3 separate regions of the Pan troglodytes genome follow, and regions 1 and 2 are each linked to region 3. A link is a contact called in public HiChIP or PLAC-seq data. All regions are on one chromosome and are shown on one strand. The core of a region is the stretch at or near the end of the contact, and the rest is flanking DNA. Distances in the headings are between cores, read along the strand shown. Region 1 holds the start of LAP3 (leucine aminopeptidase 3). Region 2 holds the start of LCORL (ligand dependent nuclear receptor corepressor like). Region 3 holds the start of NCAPG (non-SMC condensin I complex subunit G).

Evidence for each region. HiChIP or PLAC-seq counts read pairs in DNA pulled down with a chosen protein or histone mark.
Region 1: a contact with region 3 is called in an H3K4me3 HiChIP or PLAC-seq map of stem cell-derived excitatory neurons, with 11 times the contacts expected there. The contact joins the promoter of LAP3 here to the promoter of NCAPG in region 3. A contact is called at or near these places in 1 of 7 Hi-C or Micro-C datasets (stem cell-derived neural progenitor cells) and 1 of 1 datasets of contacts at active chromatin or transcription factors (stem cell-derived excitatory neurons).
Region 2: a contact with region 3 is called in an H3K4me3 HiChIP or PLAC-seq map of stem cell-derived excitatory neurons, with 4 times the contacts expected there. The contact joins the promoter of LCORL here to the promoter of NCAPG in region 3. A contact is called at or near these places in 1 of 7 Hi-C or Micro-C datasets (stem cell-derived neural progenitor cells) and 1 of 1 datasets of contacts at active chromatin or transcription factors (stem cell-derived excitatory neurons).

What each region holds. Positions count from the first base shown.
Region 1 is chr3:18,060,042-18,062,827 of NHGRI_mPanTro3-v2.0_pri, reverse strand. It overlaps LAP3 (leucine aminopeptidase 3), which reads right to left and starts at 1,511. Exons shown (of 13, transcript NM_001246465.1): 1 at 1,368-1,511. The coding sequence starts at 1,469.
Region 2 is chr3:18,505,810-18,508,509 of NHGRI_mPanTro3-v2.0_pri, reverse strand. LCORL (ligand dependent nuclear receptor corepressor like) reads left to right here and starts at 1,346. Exons shown (of 7, transcript XR_010156487.1): 1 at 1,346-1,669.
Region 3 is chr3:18,294,453-18,297,152 of NHGRI_mPanTro3-v2.0_pri, reverse strand. It overlaps NCAPG (non-SMC condensin I complex subunit G), which reads right to left and starts at 1,383. Exons shown (of 21, transcript XM_016951398.3): 1 at 997-1,383. The coding sequence starts at 1,107. DCAF16 (DDB1 and CUL4 associated factor 16) reads left to right here and starts at 1,428. Exons shown (of 2, transcript XM_063808646.1): 1 at 1,428-1,738.

The DNA.
Region 1 (2,786 bases), core at 262-2,761, 230 kb after region 3:
TCCTCAAGTGCAAATCCCAGATATTCTAGGATGCCGTTCCAGTCAAGCCAATGGCTGTGCCTCCCATCGTAAGGACTGTTGCCACGTAAGGACTGTGGTCAACACAGAGGCTGTAAGAGAAGTACCAACTTCCTAGGGAGGGTAGAAGCATTCTGCTAAGCACTTGGCGGCTCACTCCCTTCATCTCCTTCACAAGTCTCAGGTCTCAAATACCAGAAATGAGGAAGCAAACCTAGTAATACTTAGTATTTACTTTTGCACGGCAATTTATGACTTTAAAAATGTTTTGTCTGCCTCATGGCAACTCTGTGAGGTGGAAAGAACAAGTACCCTTACCCCCCTTGACCGATAAGGAAACTGAAACCTAGTTTGAGACAGGAGCTCCTGTGTGGTAGGACTGAGTGAGAATCCAGATGTCTTCCCGCCCAGCAGTTGATCTTTCCACAAAACCACACAGACACTTAGAATAGTGCCCTCTCGGTCTTTTCCACCAAAGAAAACAGCCTTCCTTGGCATTGGTAACTCTGCCAGGTTCTAACTTCCCTAAGATTGTTCACTCCCCGGGAATCAATGGAGCCAACTGAGCAACTGTTATCTGGGTAGGCTGTGGCACAGTACTGGAGACAGCACTGGTCAGGCGACTGGTCCCTCCGCCACTGAGATACCTGCAGGAGACTGGAGCTCAAGCTCCCCCTAGAACGTTCTTCTGCAGGGACAGTCATCTCTTTCTGGTGCTTAGGCATGACTCCCAAGCTTGTGCTGGTTCCGAGAGCCATTCCCTTTGCAGATCCTTCACATCTGAAGAGCGACCTTCGTAATTTTTTGGAGTTCACTTTTCTTCTGGAAGATGCTCTTAATTCTGGGAAACGTGGGTCTCTCCGCAAAGCCCTTTTCTCTAGAGAGGCATGCATTTCCTCTAGAAACCCTTCCAAGCCACTTAACTCCCTGACCTTTCACTTCCGCGGGGGAAGGAGCCCTGTGACTCTGGGACCTCAGAAACCCTTTCACCTTGGCAAACTCGGGCTTCCTCCAAGCTCGAATGGGAGCCCCACCGCCGCGTCTTTCCCTGGGTTACTGCCAGGACCGCGGGTGACGACTGGAGCAAGTGCGCGGCCGAGCGGAGCCGGGTAAAGGGCGGCTACAGCCATCACCCCCTAGCCCCGAGCGGGGAATCGCGCCCTCAATACGACCGCTGGGGTCCTCAGCGGCCTAGGCCGATCCCCGCAAGGAGATAATTTTTCTTTTAAACTGATTTTTGCAACTTGGCTTGGGCGCCCGGGACACCGCGGCTTCGACCAGCCCCGCAGCCCCGGTAGCCCACGGGCAGGGCCCCAGCGGCGGACCATGAGCGAGCCGCCGCCTCTCACCTTCGTCATGTCTGCGGTGGAGAGACTCCGGCTCCCGAAACGTCTCACGGCCAGACGTCGGACGACTACTCGCCCCGCAGCCGGAAGAGGCAGCAAGAACATCTTGTCGGCTCGGCCCCTCGCACCGCCCTCCAGCGAGCACGTGGAGAGCGGTGGGCGGGCGCGCCTTGGGGCGGGGCTTTCGGGGCGCAGACGGCGTGCGCGCGGACTGGCTCGGGCGCCGGGCGAGCGGACGTGCGTCTAGGGGGCGGGGCGGATGGGCGGCACCGGCCGACTGGACCGCTGGGATCAAACCGCGGCTGTGGAGGGGACTCAAGGGTGTGCCCGCATTCGTGTGCGCCCGCATTCGTGTGCGCGTGCGCATGCGGGCGGGGGCGAAAAGGCGGGGCTTCCGGACGCGGTTGACAGTCCCGGGACCAACGCGAAGTAGAGGGGCGGGACCGATAGGGTGACGTCACACGATGGGTGGGGCGGAGGCGGGGCGAGTTCTGCAAGCGGGCGTGGGCGGAGCGCTGGGCAACTCCCGGGAAATAGAAACTGAGTGCCAGAGCTTGTTGTCAAGGTTGCTGAATAGACGACTGCATAGTGAAGACACTCCCACTGAGTTTTCGTTTGTTTGTTTGGTTTTTTTGAGTCGGAGTCTCGCTCTGTCACCCAGATTGGAGTGCAATGGAGCGATCTCCGCTCACTGCAACCTCCCGCTGCCTAGTTGAAACGATTCTCCTGCCTCGTCCTCCCGAGTAGCTGGGATTAGGGGCGCCCGCCACCACGCCCAGCTAATCTTTGTGTTTTTTTGTTGTTTTTTTGGATTTTTTTTTGAGGCGGAGTCTCGCTCTTGTAGCCCTGGCTGGAGTGCAGTGGCGCAATCTCGTCTCACTGCAACCTCCGCCTTTCGGGTTCAACAGATTCTCCTGCCTCAGCCTCCCGAGTAGTTGGGACTACAGGCGCCCACTACCACACCTGGCTAATCTTTGTATTTTTAGTAGAGACAGTGTTTGGCCATGTTAGCCAGGCTGGCTTTGAACTCCTGACCTCTGGTGATCCACCCGCCTCAGCCTGCCAAAGTGCTGGGATTACTTACAGGCGTGAGCCACTGTGCCCGGCAACTCTTTGTATTTTTAGTAGAGACGAGGTTTCACCATGTTGGTCAGGCTGGTCTCGAAGTCCTGACCTCGTGATCCACTTGCCTCGGCCTCGCTAAGTGCTGGGATTACAGGCGTGAGCCACCGCACCCGGCCTGAGTTATTTTTATTCGTGTCCTTTCATCTGTTCCACAGGTGCAACGGTGTAAATACTGTTTTTGAAAATGATGTAACACTATTAGGTTCGTTGACTCGTGCACATAGCAAGTCAATACGCCCAGACACCAGGGTTGCAGCAGAGAAAGAGGTGTAATCATGGAGTCGCCAAAGGAGGAGA
Region 2 (2,700 bases), core at 97-2,596, 210 kb before region 3:
ATGAAGATGCAAAATTACATCTTCACTACTGAAGTCATAATGAGCAAAGAAATACTTTCTCATAGGAAGAAAAAGAAAGAAGGTGGATAAGGATAAGCCACAAAACAGGGAAGGTGGTACTGAATTCAGAATTTATGAGATTTCCAAGAAGAATTAAACATATTTCCCACAGACTTGTGAATAAATTTCCAGAAATACACAGTACTTCTTAGCAAACGTTGGGTAGCTTAGCTTCGGCTTGATAAACTGCACGTATACGGAAACAAACGCACAATCGCTCTGGTGCAAAAGTAAAAACTGTGATTGGAGTCTGTATTTAAACGTAAGATTCCTCTCTAGCGCTCTCTGAAGAAGTTATTTTCTCTAGCACGGGGTAGAATTCATTCCATTAACCTTTGTAAAGTGCTTAATCCCGTGTCACGCACTGTACTAGGGTCTAGCGAGTGACAGATGTCACGGTACAGAGATCTCAGTGGGTCGCTGCCCTCCAGGAGCTTATAAAGAAAATTTTCCTTCTGCAGTTTTCAGCCGGCTACACCCAGTCCCCTGCAAGTAATTTTCAGTGAAAAAAACCCGCATCTTTTTCCTAGTCCTTGCAAATATTCTGGCTTTCCGAGATCTCTTCGCCTTGAATACCGAAGTCACTCCGGGATCTCTCTCTGGACGTTTGGCAGTTATTCCAGATGTAGCCGAATGACCGGCTTGCCCTTTCCCTGCGGAGTGACAGGAAGACAGCGACCCCGGAAAGTTTCCAGCACTTAAAACACAAAACGCAGCCTGAACCCACAAGGAGCCGACAACTCTTGCGGCTTCCACCACCCTTCTATCGCGGAGCCTAAGGAAGCTAAAGCAGTCGGGTCAGACCCGGCCACCCGGGCAGCGCATGGTTCCGGGCGCAGGGAGCGACAGACTCAGCCCCCCAGCGGCGCGGCGCAGAGAAGTTGCAGGCCAGCCTGCATACCCAAGTGCGGGGGGGAAGAAAAACAAACAAACAAAAAAATCCTTTCTTCTGGACTACAATGACCGGCAAGCAACGCGCCACGGCGCCAAGTTCGGCTTCGAGATCCTGGCGAAATGGAGCCTGGGAAGTGAAGTCTCCGGACTGTCGGAGTCCCGTAGTGAAGGCAGAAAGTAGGCGTTGCTAGTCCGCTCCACTAGCACGCCGGTTCCTGGCTGGGCTCCGGGTCTCTCGCTCCCGCTCAGGGTTTTCGCGGGCGGCGGGAGCGGTATGGCTCGCCTGAGTAAACTCCAGCGGGAGGGGGAGGAGGGTAGTGGGTGGGGAGGCGGGGTCAGCGGAAGCGGCAGGTTGCTTCCTTCTCCTCTGGCTCCCTCCCCGCCTCTCCCTGAGGGAGCGGTGGGAGGGGGAGGGCAGGGCAGAGGGAAGGTAGTGACACGTGTCAATCAACCCCCCTCCGGGGGGCGCGCGCTCCGGGGCTCGCGCCGAGGGCTCGCGCCCCTGCCTCGTGCCTGCGCTGCTCGTATGTAAATGAGGGCGCGTGACGCGGGACGCAGATGGACAAGGGAAGAGAGAGAATGGCCGCTGCCGCCGCCGCTGCTGCCGCCGCCGCCGCCGCCGCCGCTCAGTGCCGGAGCCCTCGGTGCGCGGCGGAGAGAAGAGGATTCCGGCGGGAACTCGACTCTTGGCGCCACCGCCTCATGCACTGTGTAGGTAAGAGAGACGCGGGCCGGGGCCCCGGGCTCCGCGCGGCGACCGCAGTCGCAGCCCGAGGAGTTTGTGGCTGAGGGGTTTAGTTGAATCTCCCGTTCGGGTTAGTTCGGTGGGGGAGCGAGATGGGAGCGGCGCGGCGCGGCGGCCCCGGCGCTCGCCTTTTGTCTTGCGGGCTGCTGGCCCGGCGCGGTCCGCCCTCCTTCGCCTTCCCAGCTCTTGGGCTCCCCAGGAACTGTTAGTTTGGACCCGCTTGCTGAGCCCCCGCGGAAGCCGCCCGCTCGCGCTCTCCCCGAAACTCCTCGGCGCCCGTCGCTGCCCGCTGTCGCCCGCCGTCCACCCTGACAGGAGGGAGGAAGCGGCCCGGTGGGTCGGCGCCCTGGCGGAGGGGAGCCGGCGGGCAGGGCGGCCGGAGGAAGGCGGGCTGGTCCGCGCCCCCGCCGAGCGCACACACACCCCCTTGTCGCCGCCGGGGACCGGGTGAGCAGACGCGGCCAGTTCCCGGGGACCTGGACCTGGAGACCCACGGGCGCTCGCAGGGCGGGGGCCGCTGATGGGCCGGCTGGGGGCGAGGGGCGGCGGGGGCGTCGTCCGAGGGGCGGGGGGCGCCCAACTCTGCCCTCTCGCGCTCGGCGGCGGCGCTGTGTGTACCCCTTTAAGAAGGAGCCGCTTGAGCGCTGACGGTTGGGATTTGAAGTTCTTCCTCCCTCTTTGGAAGTCTGGACGGATGGGGGGTGTTGCCACGGCAACGACACCCTCCCCCCCCCCCGTCTGCTTGCGGACGCCCCGACGACTCTGGTCCTCTTTCACTGTCATGTGATGGACTCTTCCTTACACACACACACACGTATACACACACACGCATCGCCCTCCCCACCTCCCATCCCCATTCAACTGCAATTCCCTCTTTTTGGTTGGATCTGAATCGTTTTGCTTCAAACTTCTGGGCTTGGGGCTCTCACCCTGTGGATTGTTTAGGGTGACAGGAATGGTGGGACTCCCGACCTTGCTGCAGTCGCTTTTTTTTTTTTTTT
Region 3 (2,700 bases), core at 134-2,633:
AAAAATCCTTTATCCCCAACATCACCCTAAGACTGATGAAAGCACTAGCCATAATAATGCAGACAAATTAAAATCTTTATTTAGTAAACTCTTAATTATCCAAACCAGCCAAAGGGCAATCAATTTGCATGAATTTCTCTCCAGGCTATAATGGGAGTACACAAGCTTGACTTTTGACAGTGAAAAGATTCCTTTGATATATTTTTTTCAATATCTTTGATTCTCAATAAGCCTTTTAGTACCAGTACGTTACAAATACGCTTCTTCAACAACCCAAAATCAATACTGGCTTTTATATTTCTCATATTCAGGCCTTCCTATCACCAGCAGTTTCTTTATGAGATAACTTGCACATCCTATCTCATATCCTCAAAGCCCTGTGATGTTTACTCACAATTTTTCTTGGACCTCAAGATAATTCATCTTCCCCAAATTAATTGTTCTATTCTTCTCAAGGTTCCACTCAAAACAAACAAATAGTATGTACATAAATAAGAATGGCCAGGCCCTAAAGAATAATTTCGTATTTGGTGATTGGATTCAACGTAACCGTAGGACAAGGGTAGAATCATTTGATGTTCGGCGGGGAGCGATGACCCCAGGGGCAACGACCACTGAACCCCCGCATTCAGGATCCACTCTGCGGTTCAATATTTGATGTCTGATCGCCTCGGTGGTCGTAAATGTTTCTCTCCACGTTCACGATCGGACTAAGGAATAACGGTCCACGCCGCCCAGAAGCTGGGGGTGCCGGCTCAGAAAAGCCAAGGCGGGGCCCGTGTGAACGACGCCCAGGCTTCGGAGGCTTTCTGGCCTGGGCCCAGGCGACCTCGGGTAAGTCCCTGACTTCTCCGAACCTCAGATCCCTATGAAGTGAGTCGCGAAGGTGAACAAGGCTGGAGTCACGGTGCGCCGAGCCCGAGGGCCACGGAGGGCCCCTGAGGGAGGGTGGGCCGGGGCGGGCGAGAGGCGGCGGCCGGGGCCGGACGCGCTTACCGTGCGGTAGGTGCGGCTCAGCGCCACCACCAGCTTCGCCTGGTTCTGGTGCGGCTGCTGCGCCAGCCGAAAGGCCTCCTTAATCGACAGCAGCCTCCTTTCCGCTCCCATGGCTCTGGAACCCTGCCGGGACGAGTCCTGCCCGCGCTCGGCTACAGCCTGCCAGCCCGCCAACCCAGAGGCAGCGCTCTCCGCGGAGTCTTCTATGACAGCCCCAGGGAGTATTTACCGCTCGAACGTTCAAATAATTCCCGCGAGAGGGGGAAATCCCGCGAGACTGCCGTAAGCGCTTTGGGAGGAGAGAGCGGGAAGCGATGGGTCCACCCACCTCGCACCCCGCGCTTTGGGCGCATGCGTCTAGGTTCAACCTTGTCCAGCGGTTTTCACGGAGGGAAGTGGCGTTTCTAAGGGGGAGGGGCCTTGACTCGGCCGGAAGTAGCGTCGGCGCGGGAGCTGAGCGGAGTGGCCTTGCCACCGGAGGGGAAGGGCTGCTGGCGTTAGGCCTGGCTGGGTCGTGCGGCTGAGCGTGAGGCTAGAAAGAAAAAGCGATCCTCCAAGAGTGAGAACGGGAGATCTGCCGAGGATAACAACCTCCCTTGTGGCCGAAGGGCGGGGGATCCCCACACGAGGGCTCCGCTTCGAGAGACGGCGACAAAGGAAAGTTCGTAGCGCGTTCGGGAGGCCCGGCCACCTCTGAGAAGGGAGACGACGCTGCTGGGTCCGCTGAGCGGGGCGACCCGAGGTTAGTGGAGACGGATGCTGTCTTTTGAAGGCCTTAGTCCCTGCCCTGGTAAAGCCGACTGCGAGGTTCCTCAGGGCGTGCAGGCAGCCCGGGGATCGCTGCGAAGGGGGGTGCGGGCTAACTTAGCTGCGCCGTTTCTAGATGTGCAGCTGTGGAGGCCCTGTTTACAAGTGTGCATAAGGACAGTGTATTAAGGGAGAACTCAAGAGAATGGAAAGGTCTTTCGGGTAGTGGTTAAAATAAAGAAGAGTAGGAACTAGGTTTTTAAATTTTAAATGAAATTATATCAGACAGAACTTCTGTTGGATCTCAGGATGCACCATCCAAAAATAGGACTGTAGGAGACCAAAATATGCCATCCTACAATATACTTCTAGGGTATATTTTGAGCTGGTATTCTGATAAAATGCAGACACAGGAGTCGCTCTGAAAATCTGTCCTGTTGTAAAAGAAATTGACATCTACAGAGGAAATATACATCAGTAAAGGATCTGTATCAGAAAGAGGGCAGCTCTGCGATAATTTTTGTTACCTGGGAGATCTTATCTGCATACCAAGACAACTTTTATTCACCGTATATTTCCTCCCCTCACCTTTCCACAACTTTGTGGCCACCATCCCCCAGAAAGCCGCAAGCCCCCATTTCTTGAGTAGCGTAGGATGCTGTATAATCTTCAATCATCTGACCATGGTGGGACTCCTCTGCGTATGTAATTAAGTACGGGGTTTTTTTCTTGTTAATGTCTATGTCAGGTTAATTTGTAACCCAGCCAAAGAACCTAGGAGGATGGAGGGAAGCCGTTTTTCCCTCTCCTACACCTCAGTAACCTACTGCCAGCTGAAGAAATAGAACATTCCTAAAGCCACCTGTACATCTTTCTCCTTTTGAATTACCTGCCCTCCGAAGAAGTAATGGATTTTCTGAATTTACTGTTAACTTTTACCATGCAGATTTTTATATC